Regions from separate parts of the Mus musculus genome. Here region 2 is linked to region 1. Evidence: chromatin contacts called from public HiChIP or PLAC-seq data. All regions are on one chromosome and are shown on one strand. Each heading gives the region's core, a stretch centred on a gene start, on an enhancer-like site or on the middle of the called end of the contact. The rest is flanking DNA. Distances are from core to core; before and after follow the strand shown. Region 1 has its middle 12 kb from the start of Tes. Region 2 overlaps St7 (suppression of tumorigenicity 7).

Region 1 (5,225 bases), core at 1,786-4,285:
TTCCTTTTCCAAAATCCTTATTTCCAAAAACGATGATGGGTCAGCCAAGGGACATAGTGAAGTTTTCATTATCTCAGTCTGTGACAGTGACTTCAGCTTTGAAAGTATTTAAAGTGAAGGTAGATTAAGATCACAAATGTGCTCCTATGAATCTGAGTCTAATAGTACAAACATTCTACTTAACAAAAGTAGAATAAAATAGCTACCAGAATCTCTCCCATCTTGCATTTCTTTTACCTTATGATATGGATGCTTCTCCAATTGCATACTGTGGTCTATTCTCCCTTTGATTCTAAGTGGTGCTTTAAGAAGCCTGTTCAGAAAATGGTCTGTCCTTCTACCTTGCTTTCTTGGAAGGTAGAATGTCTTAGAACTGAGGCACCATGATATCAGAATGTTTAAACCATCTCAGGTAGAAAGAACCCACAATAACTATCACACACCCACAGACAATTCTTTCTCAACCAGTGAATGAGTGGCCTTTCTCTATTAGGTTTCAAGCCATTCATCTAAAACTCACGATGCCATGGAACCAAAGATTCCCAATGAATGAGATTCCCATGAAATCCACAAGAGCCAAAGGATGATTCAGTAGTTGGAGCAACAACACTCAGAAATGCTTTTACAGTCCTGATTATGGTTTTTATATTGAAGGGCATGGGTTAAAAACAGCAAAGGAAGTCCATACTGGGATCAAGGAGAGAGCAGGCATGAGCATCCCACTGTCGGCCCCGATAGAGCTATGCACACAGCATTCAATTCTCTCAATCACAATGTGCGGCAATCTGATAATATGTTGCTGATCAGAAAAGCCCCCGTGAGCATGGCTGGCCAGGATTCCCATTCATAAAGCCATAGAATGAAAGCCTCTATGACAGTCTTACTCAGCTCCTCCTCCACTCAAGATGCCAAGATATCTTATTTTCACACTATCAGTATACACTCTGGTATGGCATAGAGCTCTTGAAAGCGAGAGTATCCTGAGGGTTTAGAGGCCTTCCAGAAGCCAGTCAAGAGGTTATGTTTTGTTTGAGATATACAGGGTTTAAATACCCAAAGACTGTACATTAACCTGTGGCAAACAACCTTCCACAAACTTCCACCCTGCTCTCTAGAATTTGTACTCTTAAACCATCATCAGACACCATACTGTGAGGAGGTCCAAATGGGTTCGCAAAATCACAGCAGGTATAGAGGCCATAGTCATAGTTTCTTGCCAATAGTCCTGATCACTACCCATCATCAAGCAGATATGTAAAGCCATCTCTCGCTTATTCTAGCCAGCAGCTAGATGACTGAGCCATTCTTAGCCCCTAAGTCCTCCAGCTGGAGCTCCAGGAGTCTGAGAACATTGCTTTCTATTGTGCTCCGCCCTAATTCCTGGCCCACACACTTCTAAGCTTTCTCACATGGCTGTTTTATACCACTGGTCTGAGGGCAATTTGTCAGAAAGAATTAGACCAGCAGTTCTCCACCTGTGAGTCTTGACTCCTTTGAGTGTTTTATATCAGATATCATGCATAGCCAATATTTACATTACAATTCACTTACGAAATAGCCACAAAGTTGTTTTATGGTTGGGAATCATGACAACCTGGGGAACTGTGTTAAAGAGTCACAGCTCTAGGAATGTTGAGAACCACTGCATTAGAAGGCCAACTACGTTTAGGGGGACTAGAAGTAGTACCCTGCCAAGAAAACCAACACAGCAGCAACTGGCAGGACTGAGCAGAACCCCAGAGTGTCTCCAGAATGCTATAGGGAAGTCTAAACAATTTTTAGAACAAAGGTGTCTGCAGAGAAAAATCTCAAGATTTTTCTGGACAGTGGGAGTTTAAAGTCTGGAGAACATTTCAAGGATCTGGGAAGTAAAAGACTGTAGGACAGTGGCACTTAGTGTGCAGTGGGTGTTGTCTACAGTGACACACATGGTAAACAATATACCTGGAATGGGACTATCCCATAGATCCACATAACGTGTCCCCCGGCTTACTCTCACCACCTGTGATGAAATGAGAAAAGAGAGAAGTTAATGACTTGCTTAAAGTGGAGTACTGCTTTCTGTTTCTTTTGTTTAGTTGTTTGTTGTTGTTGTTGTTTTGTTTTCTTCCAGACAGGTTTTCCCTGTGTAGCCCTGTGTGCTCTAGAACTCACTATGTAGATCAGGCTGGCCTCAAACTGTGACATCAGTCTGCCTCTGCCTCCTGAGTGCTGGGATTAAACAAGGCAAGCCCCACTGTTGGGTTTCAGACCTGTGACAGATGGGGATACTCAGCTCATCCCTTTAGCAGAATGGAGAATGTTTAAGAAGTGCAATCTGAAGATTGCATTAAACTCCAGAACTCTAGATAAAATTGTAAATAAACTAATGAGATTAAAACAAAACCAACCAACCAACCAAACAAACAAACAAAAAAACCCAATGACTTCAGAGAAAAACAAAATAAATTTAAGATGTTAGTTAAAGGCCTTCATTAAAAAGAGACTAAACCGGGCTGGTGAGATGGCTCAGTGGTTAAGAGCACTGGCAGCTCTTTCAGAGGTTCTGAGTTCAAATCCCAGCAACCACATGGTGGCTCACAACCATCTGTAATGGGATCTGATGCCCGCTTCTGGTGTGTGTAAAGACAGCTACAGTGTATTTATATAGAATACATACATACATACATACATACATACATACATACATAGAAGTGACTAACCCAACATTGACACAATGTAACTCAGAGAGAAGGTATCCCAAGGATACTGTGTGTGCTTCACAGAGAATTTGTGTTGCAAAGAAAAGGTTTCGAAGAGTACTAAATGTGCTAGTCCACGAAAGCCTCACGCTGGACACACAGCTAGGAAAGAATCATCTAGAAAAGACTTGTGACTGTGACTTGGACACAGTAGAATTATATGGGAACACACAGGAAGTTCACAAGGTTTCTGAAGTAATTCTAACAGCAAGGACTGAAAGGGTCTGAGTCACTATGAGATCACAGGGGACTTTGAACCCCTGACTTCTGGGGTCAGGAAATAAGGGAATGAGAATTGGAGTACTTTTGATAGAAAAGAATGACTCAGACAGGAGGTGGAGAGATTGCAAGAGCCGGAGGGAATGGACGGCACCAAGCAAACAGTGTCTTCCAGACACAGCAGGACTGATGCACACCAGAGCTCACAGACACTGAGGCAGCCTGCACTGGGCCTACACGGGTTAATGCAGACTGGACCCAGTGCTGACACGGGAAGCAGACAACAGTTCCCATCCCTAACCAAGGAGCTATCTCCAGTTGACAACTGCCTGCAAAGGAATGATTAGTTATCTCCACTGGACACCCATGTCCAGTAGTGAATGTCCAACACAAAGTGAACTCAGTGCCACTTTTGCAGAGGTTTTTTTTTTTTTTTTGGCATATTCCTTTGTCTGGACACTAGTATTGTTTTGTTTGTCAAACTGGTCTTTTGCTTGTATATTGTGATTTATGGTGCTGGGTTTTATGGGTTTTATTTTATGTGTGCCTTTCTTGTGGCTTTTTGTTTTTTGCCTGTTTTATGTTTTAGAGAAAAGCTCTGGAGTTGGGGGGTCAGGGTGGGGGAAAGAGGGGAGTATTGGGGAGGAGTTTGGGAAGGTGAAACCATGTTCAAGATATATGATATAATTTTTCCATTTAAAAGAAAAATGCCCAGTAGGTTGAACCAATACCGTGAAGAACACTATCTAAAATGCAGAAAAGGCGCTAATTAAGAAAGCAGCATATTGCTTGCTGGATTTCAGAATTGTGGCAGAGCAGTGATTGCTGCATACACTTTTCCAAGCAAATTATGGAATAGTGTCGTGTGTGTGTGTGTGTGTGTGTCTGTGTGTGTGTGTGTGTGTGTGTCTGTGTGTGTGTGTCTGTGTGTGTGTGTGAGAGAGAGAGAGAGAGAAAGAGAGAGAGAGAGAGAGAGAGAGAGGGAGAGAGAGAGATGATTTCCCCTTTTAGTCTAGAGCCTATCAGATCAAGAATAATCATATTCCAAAAGCCACAGCTAATTAGCCACACTGGAGAAGATCATCTATACCGAGACTTGACTTAGATGCTACATATTTAGAATTTGAGATGTGGAAATGTAAGTAACTTAGAACATAAATGTCACTGTATTTGACATTCGGGACATTCGGGAAGAATGGAAGCTTCTTTTTTTTTTTTTAATTTTTTATTAGGTATTTTCCTCATTTACATTTTCAATGCTATCCCAAAAGTCCCCCATACCCACCCCCCACTCCCCTACCCACCCACTTCCCCTTTTTGGCCCTGGGGTTCCCCTGTACTGGGGCATAAAAAGTTTGCAAGTCCAATGGGCCTCTCTTTCCAGTGATGGCCGACTAGGCCAAGCTTCTATGTTTACAGTTGAGGTGGTAGAAGGTCACATCTCTCCCATTCCTCACAGTCTTCTCTCTTGTACAGTCATCAAACTGAGGCAGGGGACTTAGTCTTCTGCCTTTAAATGTGGGCAGTTCTTTATGATCATGTCAAACAATAAAGCATGAGAGATGAGGCAATATGGGGAGGGGGAAGCAGATCATAAGTATACCTTGAAGTCCATTTTGAAACCCAGCCAGCAAGATGTGAAGAAACCCCAGCAGCCCTTAGGGACCTCACTAGAGAGTCACAGACATTCAGGCAACCCTTGCCAGACAAGCAGAGTCCTTATGCAGGATCTCAATAGAGCCATCAGCTAATGCTGCATACAGACAAGCCATTCTTTCCACTTACTGAAGGTCTGTGAACAAAACAGATGTTTTTGGTTGTTGGAATTTGCTGCTTGATGGTAATTGGTAACACAAAAGTAGAGACAAGATTTTGGTCTCCTGTAAAACAATGTTTCTCAAAAGGAAATGATTTTACGTCACAGAAGTATTTGGCAGTATCTGAAGACATATTTAGCTGTCATAACTAGGGTATGATGTTACTGGCGTCTCATAAGTTGACGTCAAATATTCTGTTACACATTCTTCTATACAAAGGACAGTCCTCTACAATAAATGTCAACTGTTTCAAAGCATACTGATTAATGTTTTCTCTGAAATAATAATAAAAAGACAGGTACTTATGTAGGCTTCAATTCCAGCCAAAGACAAAAATAAATCATTTCCTTATGGCATCCCAAATATTTCATCCTCCAAATAAATTGCTTTTTCCTAAAGAAAAACTCAAATGATTCCTTAAAGGAAGATTGTTATAGATGACAACGCA
Region 2 (5,225 bases), core at 1,161-3,660, 870 kb after region 1:
TAGCAAAACGGTCTCCCTGTGCTTTCTTACTCTGAAACTGTGTAACTAGTGTTGTCCATAGCACGATATGAGTTCTAGATGTTTGAGGATGATTGATAGTCTTGGGGGCTTATAAGACTATTACTAGCATTATGTAACTTATAGTGGAATCTATTAAAATAACAGAATCATGAAGGGATAGCCAGCTGTATCTGAGTATAAAGTATGCCCTTTATATTTATCTTATAGGTAATTTAATTATGTTTTGATTATAACTATAGTGCTAGTTGGATTGATAGCATTACTTTCTATTGATAGCATTACTTACTATTGTTCCCACATACCAATAGTTCTTTCACAAAACAATGTCCTTTTTTATATACCTGTATAGAAAAAAAGATACATGGTTAGTGTTCCCAATGCCAAATCTCTTTAATGCAGGTGGTTCACATAACTGCTTGACTTCATATGTCTGCTTCGTGTATTTTCATTGTGGTTATAAAATTATATAAAATCATTGTCTCCTCTACATTTTTCCTTTACCTGCTTGAGCCTATATTAATTTTTTTTGATTAGAGTATTTCAGCCTACAAGTCTTCATGGAAGGAAACAAATACAAAGCTAATCAGCTGTCCACCAACTCTGAATATTGCTGGGGCTATCAATAGCCTTCAAATGTAGCCATGAGGTTGGAGGTTTGATGAATGTTTGTGAATGGTGGTTTTAGGGAAGCCAGCCTATTTCAGTGTTGAATTCATAATCACTGTATAGTAACACATCTGTCTCCTGCTGTTTTAATTTCAGTATCTACTAGAAATGAAAAGCTTAATCCTCCCACCAGAACACATCCTGAAGAGAGGAGACAGTGAAGCGATAGCATATGCATTCTTTCATCTTGCACACTGGAAGAGGGTGGAAGGGGCTTTGAATCTCTTGCATTGTACGTGGGAAGGCAGTAAGTAATTTTTTTTCTTTGAACAATCTTTAAGAACATGGAGTGCTAGAACTGTTTATGCCTCAACAGTTCATGATGAACAATGAGAATTGGCAAGTCTGTTTTTTGTTTGATGCTCCGGATCCCCAGAGATAGGGGTGTTGCTCTTGTGGTGCCACATCAAGATTAGAAGCATACCTCCATACAAGAGATAACTGATCTGAGTCTGCTAGATAAATGCTTTACCACCCAGCAAACCCTCTCTGGAGATCTGCCCAGCCCCTTGACATCATTGTCACAATGAAGTCTTGTGCTGGACCCTGCTTACTGTTTTGTATAGCCTCAGCTGTAGAGTTGGATAAGAGACACAGTTATTGCACTGAAATGAAATTGAGCATCCACAAAAGCACCCTAGATATGTTTCAAAAAGCAGCAGTGTCCACTATGGGAGTGGCTTCTGGGAGGTGGGGCACCCCTGTGAATAATAAATGTCTGTTAGATGGCCCTGTCATGTTGTCTACAGTTGCTGTCATTCTGTGTAGGGAAACAGGCTCTAAGGGCAGGTGACATGCATGTCTCCACCTTCTCCTCCTTGTTCTCTGTGGGCAGGAGGAAAGGGATGCCTGTGTCAGCTGTCTGGTGATGTTTTCAGAAGGTAGAGGTTTGTGGGTTAGAACACCAAGGGCAAAGTCTGGCAACAAGTGAGCAAGCCCCGAGAACCAGGGTGATAGAGAAGCAAGCAGAATATGTCAAGAAATGGCAAGTTGTTGGGCTGTTGGGAGACTGTGAATTAAGGAAGAAGCAGCAGTCCTATGTTATTGGACAACATGGACAGTGAAGCACTGCTAATCCCCAATTAAGCAAAGCAAGCATAGCAGCTGGCATTTAACCAAATAATATTAGAGTGTCAGTTTTTTCCTGTTGTATCCTAATTTTAATCAGGCTCACAAACAAGTTTTTTTAATCCCCTTTTTTCTCTATCTTTTCTGCTTCCATTTTCACTTTGATAAGCTTCGGTTTCTTCTTGTTTCTGCCGTTCATGGCTCAGGAAGAGTGTAGCTTGGTTCAGGAAGTGATGTGGGCTGAAAGTAAATTGACAGAGATGCTTTCAAAAGCGGTTGGAAATTTTTTATTACTTCTTGGAAATTTTTTTCTCAGATAATTAACAAGCTTTCTTTGTATAATTTTCTGCTTACAACTTGAAAGATATGGACTTGACAATGCTTCTCCCTCTGCTTGGTAAATGCAATATAGCCATGTGTTGAGGTCAGTAGACTCCCTCAAGAAACTATGTGCTTGTACACAGTCTCCTACAACTTGTGCTGATCATGGCTTGTAATGCTGGTTGTTAAAAGGACAAAAGGAAATGTTAATTCAACATGAGAAAGATTCCTAAGAGCTCATCCAATATGAGTCATCACATCCAGTGTGGAAAGCTAAACAGAGGAATTGGCTTAGAGCCATACCAATAGGTTGGCATCCTTGGAACACGAGTAGCAACTCACCAGTTGGACCTCCTGGAAAGGATCCACAACTGCACAAAGCTCAGGGTGATAAATACATGGTCTTAGCAGTGACCACGAAGAGTGAAAACATTTGTTTGGGAGAATGATTGGAAACACCGGGAAGACAGTAATCAGGGAGCAGCATGGAGTTTCTCTGAAACAACTGGGAAGGGTCATGAGACAGAGAGAACCAGACAACTACACGCTGAACTGCCAAACTGAGCAGGGTAGGAGTACCAGGGAATTACCTTAAGATGCATGGATAGAAGGCATTATTAAGATTAAGTGGGTGAATTTTTATACATAAAATAGTAAGGTAAGGAAACCAGATCCCTATAGAAAATGTCAGCTGGGAATTTGATATTTACAGACAAACATTTCCTGTAAAAAGCAGATAGCTGTGACCCCAGCCCAAATCTGGTCCAGTGCCATTCATTCTCCAGAGACAGCCATGCTGAGCAACTGGAGAGCAGATGTGCACGAGTGTGCTTCCTGTGTGCTAGATGCAGGAGGAGAGCTGAGCACCAGGAACCTCCAGGCATGTTTTCACGCCCAGGTGTTGTCCACGGGTCTTGCGTTTGTGTCTTTTCGCTTGCAGCAGGGATAATGTTCTAGCTTAGGCAGAAAGCCGTTGCTGACTCTGGGCTCCAGTGCGGTGAGCGGCTACTCAGTGCGGTGAGTGGCTGTTTGGTTCAGACAGTCAGGAGGCGGAGCAAGCCCACATTTCTCCTCTGCAGTGAGTGCATGGAAGGGAAGAGACAAGTTGTCTTTGAAGCATTTGCTTGGAAGGTAAAAATTTAGATTTACATCACCACATATAAGCTAGAATATGCTGTCTTACACTTAGTACTTCAATAGTTTAGAAAGTGACTCATCCTGGTTAAAATTAAAACATGCTATTTCTCTAACATTGCTTTAAACATTTCAATAATAATAAGAAAATAGACAGTACATGTGTATAAAAAGGGAAAGAAACGGAAGTGAACGTACCTAACCTCAGCTGCTGTGCTGAGCGGCGAGCAGCTTCCATTGTGTTCTTGACATTGGTACTCGTCACGTTTTGCACAATTTTCATGTGTGGTTTCAATAAGCAAAGATGTATACGAATTTATGTGTGTATGCTTATGCATTCACATACACATATCTAGAAAAAAATTCTCATGATACATGTTTTCAGCCTTTCTTTTCTTTTCCTTTTTTTTCTCTTCTTTTCTTTCTTTCTTTCTCTCTTTCTTTCTTTCTTTCTTTCTTTCTTTTTTAAAGAAAAAGCCTTAAGGCTTCCCTGCAATTTAGAAGAAAGTATTACCACTCCAGCCTCAAGCATTTGTTTGAAATCTTTTGGCCTTTCTTCTAGATCTGTGATTTTTTTTTTTTTTTTTTACATTTAAATTAGAGATTCAGTTCTGTGTTTAAAAGATTTCTTTTTACTCTTTTAAAAGTACGTGTATGGGGCTGGGAGGGACGGGTAATGCCCATGAGTGCAGCTGCACAGAGACCAGAGGAATTGATTGGATCCCCTAGATCTAGAGTACTGAGGGCTTTGTGCCAACAAGCTGCCCAGTGTGGGTGCTGAGAACTAACTCAGGCCCTCTGGAAGAGGAGTTTACTCTTTTAACTTCGGGGACGGCTCTCCAGCCCCACAGCTGTGTTTTACATCAGAGGACTTGGATTAGAATTCTGCCTCAGCTGCTGAGAGTGGTGTCCATTTACCTAACCTTGGAAACTGTAAAGCCGTAATGAAGGAGAATGTCACATGTTGGTGACCTCCAAGCTGTTGAGGCAGCTCTTCATGATGGCGTGCTCTCCCCAGCTGCTTGACCAGAAGAGGCTGCACTTCTCCCAATCTGCCGCTTGGTGGCGCCTTTTGACATCTCCAGCATCAGAGTTCAGGTTTTCTTCTGAGTCATTAATTTTCTTCATTCTGAAATATAAGACCATTCCCAACTCCACCCAACATCCAAATTTTATTAGAAAGAGAACTCAGGACAGAAGATCTCACCAGGTTCCATGTACAAAATGTTGTCTTTTAGAAATATTTTTAAACAAAACAACCTTGGTTCTGTCTTAAGTGTTGATGGGGGTAGAAATAGAAAGTTGCTTTTTTTCTCTTTCAATGAAATTCTTATGTTAGAGAATTAGTCACTCTGTAGAATTAAGTGGGTTTCCATCAACTATGTGGAACCCTCCCTCCTTTTTATGAAGTCAAAGTCTGGCTGATATATAACAGAGATGATGTTTGAAGCATATGGTTCTTAAGCAAAGGGGTTGGGGGGGGGGAGATACATCCTTGAATTCTCAACCACAAATACATCAGCATTTCAAAGCTTTCTAAAATGTTTGATTCATCACTGTCCCAGCCCCCAAAATTATACAATCAAAGTCCAGATAATTAAAAATAAAAGGGAAGAGTTTCTACTTTAAGCCTTTGTGTTTCTTGGACTGTTGCATGACTGCCACCATATCGGAATTATGTTTGCTTTAAACACTGCTGGCCCTGGTTCTCCTCACACATGCAGCACAAGCTGAATGCAAAGATCACGTAAGAATGAAAGCAAGGTCTCATTTCCGCTGAGTTTGCACTGGTAACCACTTTACGTGGTCTGTTTTCATCTTCTGTTTTACCTATACTGAGTACTCATGCATCATTATCTCCTCCCACCTTGAACTCTAAGGCTCTCCATTGGCAGTGTTTATTTTAGAATGCATGGTTTTTGTTGATTGCAACCTTGAACTTTAATTTTCATGTTCTATACACTAGAAGATGACTATGCCATGGGGTAAACCACTTAGCTTTTCTTTGTGTCTAT

What was found. HiChIP or PLAC-seq counts read pairs in DNA pulled down with a chosen protein or histone mark.
Region 2: an HNF4G HiChIP or PLAC-seq map of pancreatic cancer cells shows a contact between it and region 1. The contact joins two enhancer-like sites.

What each region holds. Positions count from the first base shown.
Region 1 is chr6:17,050,231-17,055,455 of GRCm38.p6, forward strand. No RefSeq gene overlaps it. Among named protein-coding and RNA genes, the nearest start is that of Tes, 12 kb to the right of the region's middle. Within about 2 kb of position 3,036, at least 43 of the 459 cell types and tissues checked have an H3K27ac peak or open chromatin away from gene starts, as enhancers often do. A contact at or near this core is called in pancreatic cancer cells, where this site is marked.
Region 2 is chr6:17,921,206-17,926,430 of GRCm38.p6, forward strand. St7 (suppression of tumorigenicity 7) reads left to right here. Exons shown (of 16, transcript NM_001289624.1): 13 at 784-934. Among named protein-coding and RNA genes, the nearest start is that of Gm52894, 83 kb to the left of the region's middle. Within about 2 kb of position 2,411, at least 48 of the 459 cell types and tissues checked have an H3K27ac peak or open chromatin away from gene starts, as enhancers often do. A contact at or near this core is called in pancreatic cancer cells, where this site is marked.